Regions from separate parts of the Mus musculus genome. Here region 1 is linked to region 2. The links are chromatin contacts, called in public HiChIP or PLAC-seq maps. All regions are on one chromosome and are shown on one strand. The core of a region is the stretch at or near the end of the contact, and the rest is flanking DNA. Distances in the headings are between cores, read along the strand shown.

The links. HiChIP or PLAC-seq counts read pairs in DNA pulled down with a chosen protein or histone mark.
Region 1: a contact with region 2 is called in an H3K4me3 HiChIP or PLAC-seq map of embryonic stem cells, with 42 read pairs. The contact joins two enhancer-like sites. A contact is called at or near these places in 2 of 484 Hi-C or Micro-C datasets (bone marrow-derived macrophages and embryonic fibroblasts), 10 of 115 datasets of contacts at active chromatin or transcription factors (craniofacial prominence, embryonic basal ganglia, embryonic forebrain and 7 more) and 1 of 9 other capture datasets (embryonic stem cells).

What each region holds. Positions count from the first base shown.
Region 1 is chr7:143,436,665-143,442,171 of GRCm38.p6, forward strand. No RefSeq gene overlaps it. Among named protein-coding and RNA genes, the nearest start is that of Cdkn1c, 22 kb to the right of the region's middle. Within about 2 kb of position 1,732, at least 59 of the 459 cell types and tissues checked have an H3K27ac peak or open chromatin away from gene starts, as enhancers often do.
Region 2 is chr7:143,173,573-143,178,916 of GRCm38.p6, forward strand. All of the region lies in intron 2 of Kcnq1 (potassium voltage-gated channel, subfamily Q, member 1), which reads left to right. Among named protein-coding and RNA genes, the nearest start is that of Gm28821, 36 kb to the left of the region's middle. Within about 2 kb of position 1,264, at least 29 of the 459 cell types and tissues checked have an H3K27ac peak or open chromatin away from gene starts, as enhancers often do.

The sequences.
Region 1 (5,507 bases), core at 482-2,981, 260 kb after region 2:
CATGGCTCCAGGCCCAGCGTCTCTTCTCCACCTCACACTCAGCAAGCCTCAGGATGCCACCTATCGCCCCTCCCCCATCTCTGCAATGCCAAGATTACAAATATGGGCCACTATCCTAGCTTCTCCCACCCCCACCTAACATGAGTTCAAGAGATAGAACTCACATCTTCATGCAAACTAAGCCATTATCTTCCCCATCCCCACTGTGGGTTTTCTTTGCACTTCTGAACAAATCTTCAGACGTTTATAGGCCCACAGGTAGGGATGGTCCCAGACATCACTGATAAGAGAACCACAACCCCTTGGCATACCTATGGTTCAATGCCAGGCTGTGCCAGGAACTGCCACGTGCCCATATACCCTCACATCTCTGAACACCCTTGTCTAATCTCTGAGGAGACAAGTTGATAGGCAATTCTGAGTAGTGCCCGTGAAATCTTCCATCTGGTCTAGGTTTGTCCTTCCAACACTGCCTGCCAATCCTGCATCGCAGCTGGTTCTTAGTGATCACCCAGGCCCTACCTGCCTCTCTCCAGCATCCCAGGATGGAATCCAAGGTCTCATGTCTTTTCTGCTCACCCCAGGATGAGCCATGAACCCTTTTCCTCCTGTTGGCCCCCTACTTGAAAATCCTCACCACCTCTAAACTGAGCCACACATAGTCCTCGCCCAGAATTAGCACCCACAGCACTCCCATTTGCCCACGTTGGGAAACTGAGGCCCACATGCAGCCTCACACTGTTCCCTCCTCACACAGTGCAAGTCATGGGATGTGCTGTGGAAACCCCATTTAAGGATCTCCAGTGTCTGCACCACACTGTAGAAAGTCCGGGACCTTGTAAGGCCTATAAGAGACAGGAGACCCGGGGTCCTTGCAATCCTGGTCTGCACTCTGAGGCTTCCCAGATCACCTGGCAACTCCAGCACTCTGGACCTCCTTGGTGCTGAAGGCAGAAGACTCTGGCCCTTATGGCTACTTGGGCTCAGAGACTGATTGATCTGTGCAGGTGGCTATCCTGGGTGTTCCCAGCACCTCAAGTCCCAGACCAACCCCTGTAGGGCTTCTGCAGGTATTGGGGCATCTGCCACCTGAGGAACTCGCAAGGCCCTGCTGGGCTAAGGGGCCGGCCTGGCCTATGCTGGAGGCCGCGGTGCAACGTCGGGTGCAGGCGCCACACCGGGGTCACGGGCCTCGGGGTGCCGGGTCCGGCCTGGGCCGCCGGGGGCCACGGTGGGGGCGCAGGCCGGGGTCGGGGGTCCGGCGAGCTTTAATGCGCAGACAAAGCCTCATTTGCAGGTCAATGCCGCGGCACACTCGCCTCTCCCCTCGCCCGGCGCCCTTTGTCCGGCCGCGCCCGCTCCTCGCGCCAGATGGCCGCGGAAATGCTAATTTCGGGCGCCCCCCGCCCCCCCGCGTTTAATTGCGCCTCCGCAGATGGGCCGCGAGTGTGCCGGCCATGTAGATGAGCGCGGCCAGGCCAGGACGCGGGGCTAAGGGGCTGCGGGACTTCGGGAGTGGGGGAGGGGACTGGGGGAGGGGGAGGGAAAGGAGAAGGGTGGGGGAATGAAGGGGAGAGAAAGTGGGGAGGGGCTGGTGGGGGAAGGGAGGGAATGAGAGTGGGGGAGGGGCGCTGCCCCACCCCCCAGCGCGCCGCCGGGCACGGGCGAGCACCCAGCGGGCCCGGCGCGGGAAGCGGGCTTTTCTCTTTTCATTTCTCCAAAATGGGATCTTAAGTGACTCTGAATGAAAACAAATTGGCCCGCTTTCTTCTCCAAACAGACTGCGCGCGGGGCGGTGGGGGAGGCGGGCGGTGGGGACACGGGACCCCCTGCCGGGCAGGCCCTCGGCCTGCGCCCTTCGGCCCAGGCCTGACTGCCGCGGCTGCAGATGTGGGTCTCCCATACCTGGGAGCCCCCCAGGGCCCCACCTTGCAATTAAGCAGAAATTGGCCTCCGCCTCCCCCACGCCCAAACTATTTTCCAGGCTGGTTGGGCAAACACTATGTGGGTAGAAGAGATGGGGTGTCAGCCTCACCTCCTGTAGCCTTACCAAGGTGAACGACAGCAGGACTGGGCTAAGTTGCCTGAACAGAATGCACTTATGGATCGATAGGTGGGTACAGAGATGGATGGTGCCTGAGTAGGTGGGTGGATAATGGGAAGCCAGATGGATGAGTGGGTTGATGTTTAGGTAGATGGTAGATGAATATATGGACGAATGCATAAAAGAATAGATTAGTATTGAGTGAAAAAATAAATGGGTAAAATGAGTGAATGGATGGATGGATAGATGGATGAATAGATGGGTAAATAGATGGGTGGATGGATGGTGGGTAAGTGAAAGTGACTGCCAAGTGCCCTTGTGGTGTATGACCATTTGCTAGCACGATGTCAAACCAGCCTCAGAACACCATACAACCCTGATCTTCCATGGGTCAGACAGCTCCACTCCCTTTCTCAGGACATGACATTAATCCTTTAGTGGGCATGTTTCTGTCATCTGTTCAAGAAAAAGTGGATCCTAATTATTGCACTGGCCCAGTCTGAAGTCAGTTGATATGGGAGGTCTGGTCCAATTGCACCCAGAATTCAGTTTGTCTTGCAAGGCCTTCTCTCCTGGCCTGGGGCCAGGCTGAAGCTCCTGTCCCCCAGTCCCTCCTTCCTGCAGCCTGGGCTGGCTAAATCCCATCCTGCCTCCACACACCTAGCCATTAGACTCCTCTCCTCCTGCACCTCCTCCCTGCTATCCTTTGAACATCCTGGCCTGTGGTCAGGGACCTCATTCTTTGTCATACCTACCTCCCTTGGCTCCTGCCTGGAGGAGTATCCTGTCCCCAAGGACTCTGCTGACCCTCAGTGTTAACCCTAAAAGCTCCTGCCAACCGTAACACCAGGTGGGTAGGAGATAGCTCATAGAAAATGCACAGCCAAGAGACATCATGGAAGTTTTCAAGGCAAAAAAATGAAAGTTGTTTCCTGTTAGTGTAGAATTCACAGACCTCCTTTGACCTTCTGTCCAGCCCTTGCAGTCCCTTCAACAGCCAGAGGTGCCTTCTTCCTTCTGGGGGCCTATTCAGTAATGCCAGACCCCATGCCTGCCTCGTCTTGGATAGACAGCCTGGCCTGGGCCTCTATGGACACTTGTAGCTGCAATACATATAGAAAGGCAGAGCTTCTGGGAAATGTTCTCTTCCTCCTCATATTGTCACTTCTCCACAGAAGCTTCTAAACCTGCCACCTGGAAGGTGACCTTTTCCTAATACCCTTCTGGGTGGTGGGCATCTCCAATTCTGTTTGTTTGTTTGTTTGTTTGTTTGTTCATTCATTCATTCATTCATTCATTCATTCATTCATGTGTGCATACATTAGGAGTGTATATAAATGCCTACTGGGGCCAGAGGTTGTTGTCAGGTGCCTTCCTCTATCACACTCCACCTTGTCTTTTAAATATATTTACTTAAAAGAAAAAAAAAATCAGGAAAAATTCAGAACTAGACCACTGCCCTCCTAAGAGTTTTCAAGTATTAAGAAAAAAAAAACTTTTTTTTTTTGGTTGTTTGGGTTGTTGTTGCTGCTGCTACTTTATCACACAACAGTGTTGCTACCACGGAGAATTTGAAGCTACCAACACAGACTCATGAGACGAAGGGAGCTAGTGGAAACCAGAGAAGGAAAAAAAACTGAGGAGGACACAGACCAGTGAGCAGCTTTGGGAGTCACAGGTGGCTCTGACTGAGGAAGAATGCCAAGCCTAGTTTGGAGGTGGCTATCTGGTCAACCGTCTTGGCTTCGAGGGAAAAGAAGACCTGTAAGAGTGGAGGGACCTCACTGCAGCCTCCAAAGCAAATCTTTGCTTCCCATTCCTAGGAGGGTGTGTCCCCTGACTTCCACTTGGTCTCTTCTGGAGGACTTGCTGTCTGTGGTGACTTGAGAAGACAGGAGACTTTAGTGCCTAGAATAGGGACAATCCAATACTCCTAGCAACCATTATGGACATTGTTTATTTGAAAGATCATTGCTACCACATATTAGGTTTAAGGCCACTCAGATGTACAGCACCAATGTAGTACTACTGCTATGGTATTCCTCATGATACATCATGGGGAGTGGCTGGCATTGCAGGGCTTTCAGTTGCATCAGTAGAACATCTTGCATGCCAAGATGACAGAGTCAGCTGCGGTGGCTCCCTGTGTGTCTGCAGCAGTATCACTCTGCCACCCCCCATCCTGGCTCCTCCCTGCTCCCCAGGTATAAGTAACTGTGGTGTTAGGACTAGCCTCTGCATCGACCTTTCCACCTAAGACCCACCTGACTTTTAGAGGCAAAGACCTCACACAGAATTTGGAGCTCACTGATCCGCTAGACTATGTAACAAATTCACTCCACACAGCTGCCTGTCTCCACAGGCCCCAGGGCAACAAGTGCATCCCAGCAGTTCTACTGAATCTTAGATTCTAGCAGACCACCGGTTAGGTGCTTTATTGAGCCACATTTCGAATGTTCTGTTTCTAACACTCTCATATTCTGGGCCTCTTAAACATCTCATTGTGGTTAAAGATTTCCAGTTTGAACAGTTGCAGAGACTGCCGGGATATACACCTGGAATCCCAGCATTTAGGAGGCTGAGGCAAGAGGACCTTAAGCTAGAGACTGCCCTGGCCTACATAGTGAGTTCCAGGTCAGTTTTCACAACATACCAAGACCTACCCTCAAAGAGAACAAAGAGCCCAACATTTGAGAGGGAGAAGTAGGAGAATCAAGAGCTCCAGGAAACCTGGCCTTCCTCAAACCCTGCCTCACAAAAGACAAAAGAAGGGGCTTCCCTGGGGAGCCTGCAAATGTCACAGCCCTTCAGTAGAAACCAAACTTTAAACTTTGAATCTGTACAAATACTCCATTTTTATTTTCTGTAGATACTCAAGACATTGCATGAGGTGTTCCACACTTTCTTATTTTAAAAAAGAGGAGGTTTCTTAGGGGCAATGCACTCCTGGAATCCCCACCTTCAGAAGGTGAAGAAGGCAGGAGGATCAAGGAGTTTGGCCAGCCTTGGATACATAGCAAATTTGAGACCAGCCTGTGCTACATAAGACCCTATCACAAGAAAGCAAACAAGGGGTCTTTGTTAGATGGTTTCACTGGCCTGCAAGCTAAGGAGAGTGTGAGCAGCAGCTGAGTAGGTGGGGCAAGCCAAGATGGGCCAGGATGGCCTTTGGATTCTAGAACTTGTCACTGCATTTGGGCTTATGTTCTTTTCAACTTACAGCAGGTCTGTTCGTATGTGTCTCTATCAAAAATCAATGAGCCATCTCTGTATGTGCACATACATATATTCTAATGCTTAACTAAATACATGACTTTTACCTCAAATGTGAATATAGTTCTTCTCCATACAAGAGAGTACAGGTCCCCAGACATCAGGCTATGACAGAGGCAAGACTCCACCGAGGGAAATAGCACCTCTTTGTATTTGTTTCCCTCCCCCACACTATCCCTCTCACCCCCAC
Region 2 (5,344 bases), core at 14-2,513:
CTCTGCCCCATCTGCCTCCTGTTTAGACCTAGTGTCAGTAAGTGATTAGTAGGGCTTTGGGAATTTGGTTGGGGCAGAAGGTCTTGAGCCTTGACCTGGGGGCACAGTGTGCTCAAGAGGTACCTCCTGGGCAACCCGATTATACTTTTATTGTTTCCTAAGATTGTTGGACATCCCAGCTTGTTAGGAAGCTCTCAGAGACAGTCTGTCGGGATGTCCAACATCCTGTTGTGGTAGCCTCTATACCTGTAACATGATAATGTGAGGGTCAGGGATGATACCAGGGAACCCTATGTGGCTGAGCTTTGGCCTGAAGGTGGCCTCTAGATCATATAGGAAAGGGAGACATGGGCCTTAGCACCCTTTAGGAGTCTTACATGGGGCAGTATGGATTTAGAACATGATCAGGAGAAACAATTAGTCTTCAAGGCACTCCCTCTGCTTTTGGTCCCCTGTAAACTTCAGCAGTGGACACTGGGCCTCATGCCACCTGCTGAAGTAGGGTCTATGATTAGAGGACCAGGTGACAGTTGTTGCCCACTTTCAGAGCCTGGCTACCCGGTGGATGGGAAAGCTTGTCCCCATGGTGACTGAGCAAGCCTCATCGCCTCTTCTGCCCACTGTGGAGAATGGCTGCCTGGACAGCTGGCAGTTGGGATGGGTTCTCAGGGGAAAGCAACCCTGCATCTCCTAAAGTTGCCCCCAAATTGGGTCTACCCTAATAAGTGTGGACATAGCAGCTGCTGATCTGTGCCCAGTGCCATTAGGAACTGGCTATTGAAGAAGGCGTGTGTGGGACTCTGCTGCCCACTCCCAGGACTGGGGCTTCTGCCTCTAGCTCTATCTTATAGCTCACTAACTTTCATGGTGGCTGGTGGAAATGCCCTGCTTCCTGGCTGTGTTGTGCTGTGTGCCCCCAGAACCCCACCAGTAGTAGGTACCCATGACTCCTAGGACATTTGGAGAAGAGTGGACTGTTATAGAAAGGATCATGTCTCTACAGGGTCCTGGTTCTGTCTACTGCCATTAGGCCCTGACTCTGTGCCTCCTTAGAGTCTCTGAAGGCTTTGTGTCACCTGGGACTAGCTGGTGGCCTATGGGAGCTGACAATCCCCAGGGTGGGCAGTGAGCATGGCCTAAGGGTTCCAGCTGTGCCCAGCACATGTCACTGGGGGGGCCCATGGGCTCTCAGCATAGGCTGGCGGCTGGGAGCAGCTGGCCACAGGCAGGACCTGAACAAAGGGTGCTTTGAGCAGCTTACATGCCGGCACCGAGCCTCCGGCCAGCTGCCCCTCCCGAGAATGCAAGGCTGGCCCTCTCTATGGCTTATTGGGGCCCGTGTAGAGTCAGAACAGCTGGCCCCAAAGTCTGCTGGCTGTCTGTGTGCTGAGAAGGCACTGTCCTCCCACAGGAAGCCCCCTGGCTCAGGAAATGGCCATCTTACAGGTTTCCTAGTTATGAGAGGAGGGAAGGGTCTGAGCCCTAGCTTCCCAAGGCACCCCTATGCTGATTGGTAGCCTACAGGAGGCCTAGAGGTATCTAACTCTCTAGAAACTGCCCTGTCCAGTGTTTAGAGGGCCTCAGGGAGACCAGCCGGGCCCTTTGGCCTGATGGCCTGGATTTGCCGGCTCTCTTGCAGGGCCCCTATTCCCATGGGCCAACCCTTCATCTGAAATAGTTAAATCTTCCAGTCAGATTTCAAATTATTCTTTTATTAAGAAGATTATAAAATAGTAACATCAGAGACACTGAATACTCACGATAAGCATCTTTGAGCTCCCTTGATTGTTAAACAAAAAGAAACAGAGGGGGAAAAAAAATAAGTGTCTTTCATCTGAGGATCCAAGGCAGTCTGCCCTGCCCTGGCTTTGCTGTGGGCCACAGGTGGATTGTAGTAAGCTGAACCCCCACCCTTCCAGAAATGGGATTCACCAGCTGATAAAAAGAAAGAATAGATAAGACACCCACAGCCTTCAAGGAAGGGCCTCGGAGGCTGTGAACTCTGCACTGGCCTTTCCTCTGTTGACAGATAGAGCATCTCCCTTACTTGTATCTCGGCCCTTTAGGTTCACATACGGGCAGATCTCTGCTTTGCTGTGCTTACCCCCAAGCACCTGAGGCACATGTGTAGTAGGTATGCATGTGTGATAGGTGTTCCCGGCCAGTCAGAGATTCTGTCATGCCAAGCTTTTGTCTTCTGCATCCCCTGAATCACTTGGGTTCAGTTTGGGGGTACTGAGTCCACCTGTCAAATGAGAAAACTTTCAGTTCCCACTGTGAAGTTTTCAGAGGCAGCGTGTCTCTTCCCAGATGTCCCTGCCAGGATCCAGAGCCCAGGATGCCACCGAGCCTGTGCCTCAGTGAGTTCCAGCATTGCCATAGTGAGATGAGATGACAAAGGACCTAATTAGACCTTGGATGCTTCCTGTCTTTGCTCTACCACCGTCTTTCTTATCTTTACAATGGGAGCCACAGTGAGGGTCCACTTGGTCCTTTGCAGGCCGTAGATCCTGTGAGCCTTGTGACTCCATGTCATCTTCCCCCTCCTGTCTCTTTCTTCTTTTATTACAAGTATTCCCTTATTTCTCAGGTACGTGTGTGTGTGTGTGTGTGTGTGTGTGTCTGTGTGTGCACGTGGTAGTCAGAAAACAATTTGCATTGGTCAGTTTTGTTCTTCCATCGTGTGGGGTTGGGGATCAAACTTGAGCCAATAGGCTTGACAATAGCAGGTGCCTTTCCTTGCTGAGCCATCTTGTCCCCACTCCCCTTCCTGAAATATGTATGAGGTAAGGTGTCTCACCTTGGCTATGTCTGAGTGCTCAGCTGAGTGGCATGAAGCTCATTCACACTGTAGTAGTCCTTACCACGTACCTTGAGAACTTTCCATCTTCACAGATGACTCTGGTCTTGTTAAACACTCACCCCCACCCCGCCACCCCCATGCCCTGCCACCTCATCTTGCTTTGTGTCCCTGTGGCTTTGGTAACTTGGGGCCCTGCAGTTATACTATGAGGGGGATCTTTCAGGACTTTTGTCTCAACAGAAGGTTCCCAAGGTCTGTCCATGCTGTGTTGTGTTGGAGCATACATCCTTCTGAAGGAATATTATGTGCCCTCTAGTATCTGGAGCCTGTTTTCTCTGTCCTCTTGATGGACATTGCCTTTAGCTATTGTGTACTTTGCCAAAGTAAACACGGTGGACAGATAGCTTCTCAAAACCCTGCCTCTCTTTCAGGATGTAGTAGAATTGCTGGGCTCTGTGGAAGTTCTTTTTGTTTTTAGAAAAATAAATGATCTTTCTGTTTTTATTGATGTATTTCTGTGTAATGCTGGGGGTTAAACAGGGCCTCAGGCACACCAGACAAGTGCTCTACAGTTGTGGGACTGGGGATATACTTTATATACTTTATATCCCCAGTCCCACAACTGTACTTTTTTTTTTTTAAAGATAGATCCTTGTTTAGAGCAGAATTGAGTGGATGGTAACTCCATTCTTCATGACTTAGGGAACCATTGAACCATGCTTCCAGGATCATGGGTCTGGTGTCTCCCTCAGGCAGCCATGTATAATAGCCCTGCCTCTCTGCCTCCTTGGCCACTGTAGTCATTGCCTGTGTTTTGCTAGAGGGATACAGCAGCCTCTGTTTTGATTTGTATTTCCACAGTTAGTGGCATAGAATAACTGTTTCTGTGGGCATCTTTTCTCAGTTGTATGTCTTCTCCAAATTGCTGCCTATTCAGGTTCTCTACCTTTCTAAAACATTTGTCCTCCTCCTCCTCTTCCTCTCCTCCTCCCCTCCTCTTCCTCCTCCTCTCCTCCTCTTCCTCCTTCTTCGGTATTTTTATTTTAAAACAGGGTCTCATTAATCTAGGCTGGATTCAAATTTTCTACATAGCCAGGGATGACCCTGAACTTCTGATCTTCCTGTCTCTATCCTCCTAGTGCTGGGAGTCCAGGTATCTAGTACCACACCTGGTTTATACAGTTCTGAGAATATAACCCAGGGCTTCATGCATGCTAGGCAAGCACATTATCAACTGAGCCTCAGTGCCAGCAGCTTTGCTTTTTAAAATAGTTTTTAAAAAAGACTTATTTATTTATTTTATGTATGTGAGTATATTGTAGCTGTACAGATGGTTGTGAGCCTTCATGTGGTTGTTGGGAATTGAATTTTTTAGGACCCCTGCTTGTTCCAGCCAACCCCGCTCACTCCGGTCAACTCTGCTCATTTAGTCCCTGCTTGCTCCAGCCCAAAGATTTATTTCTTATTATACATAAGTACACTGTAGCTGGCTTCAGATGCACCAGAAGAGGGTGGCAGATCTCATTATGAATGGTTGTGAGCCACCATGTGGTTGCTTGGATTCGAACACAGGACCTTCGGAAGAGTGGTCAGTGCTCTTACCCACTGAGCCACCTCGCCAGCCCTTAAAATTGTTTTCAATTATGGGACTCTCACTCCATTGAGATACAACTCTCAACATTTACTGCATAGGAAATAAGCAGAGTGTGTCAGAGAGTATATCATGTGGGTTGGGACCAGCACATGGGCAAAGTGACAGGCTACAGGATGCTGCAAGGGGTACACTCTAGAGATTGTTGCTTTCAGAGCCTGTCCGAACCTCTTGTTCATGGCTCTGGCACTCGTATGCCATTAGACAAGCCCCTCTTTTTTTCTCTGACAGCTTCAGGAGGAGTGGCCAGCACTCAGACTCTGGCCCCTCTGCTCTCCTCCAGCTCTTCAAGGACCTAGAGGAGACAAGCACACGTATGTTAGAGCCAGGATTATTGTATCTCCCCAGGGCTCTTCACACCCACTATAATCCCAGACTCACCTGCATAAATGCTAGCTCTCCTGCCATGCACAGAAGTTCACCAGGATGGGGTACCAGGACCTGCACATGGTCCAGGCTCATCTTTTGTCCTTACCCTGGACACTTCGTGTCACAGCTGGCCTGGTAAATGGCTCTTATGCCTCTAGGTCACCCTCCATCCTAGGCCATTTCCTTTTACACCTTGGTTTCTGTCCCTGATCACTCAAGACCCTGTCTCATCTATACAACCCCTACTCACAGCCATTCCCCAAACCTCTTCTGTCCTCATGTTCCCAGATGTACCCACGTATCAGTAGTCAGCCCTCCAAGAGGCAACTAGCCTCACTTGCCAGAGTCCACTCCCAAACCTGAGAGCCTGTGTGATCCTCTGCCTTGTGCCCATGTCAGTCTATTCCTCCCATGAATCCTTGGGCAGGTATTCTCCTATTCTCATGGGCTTTCCTCCCTGTGTATAGAAAGAGGCACAGGGTTCCTGCCTTGGTGGATACAGGAAAAGCTGCAGGCTCTGT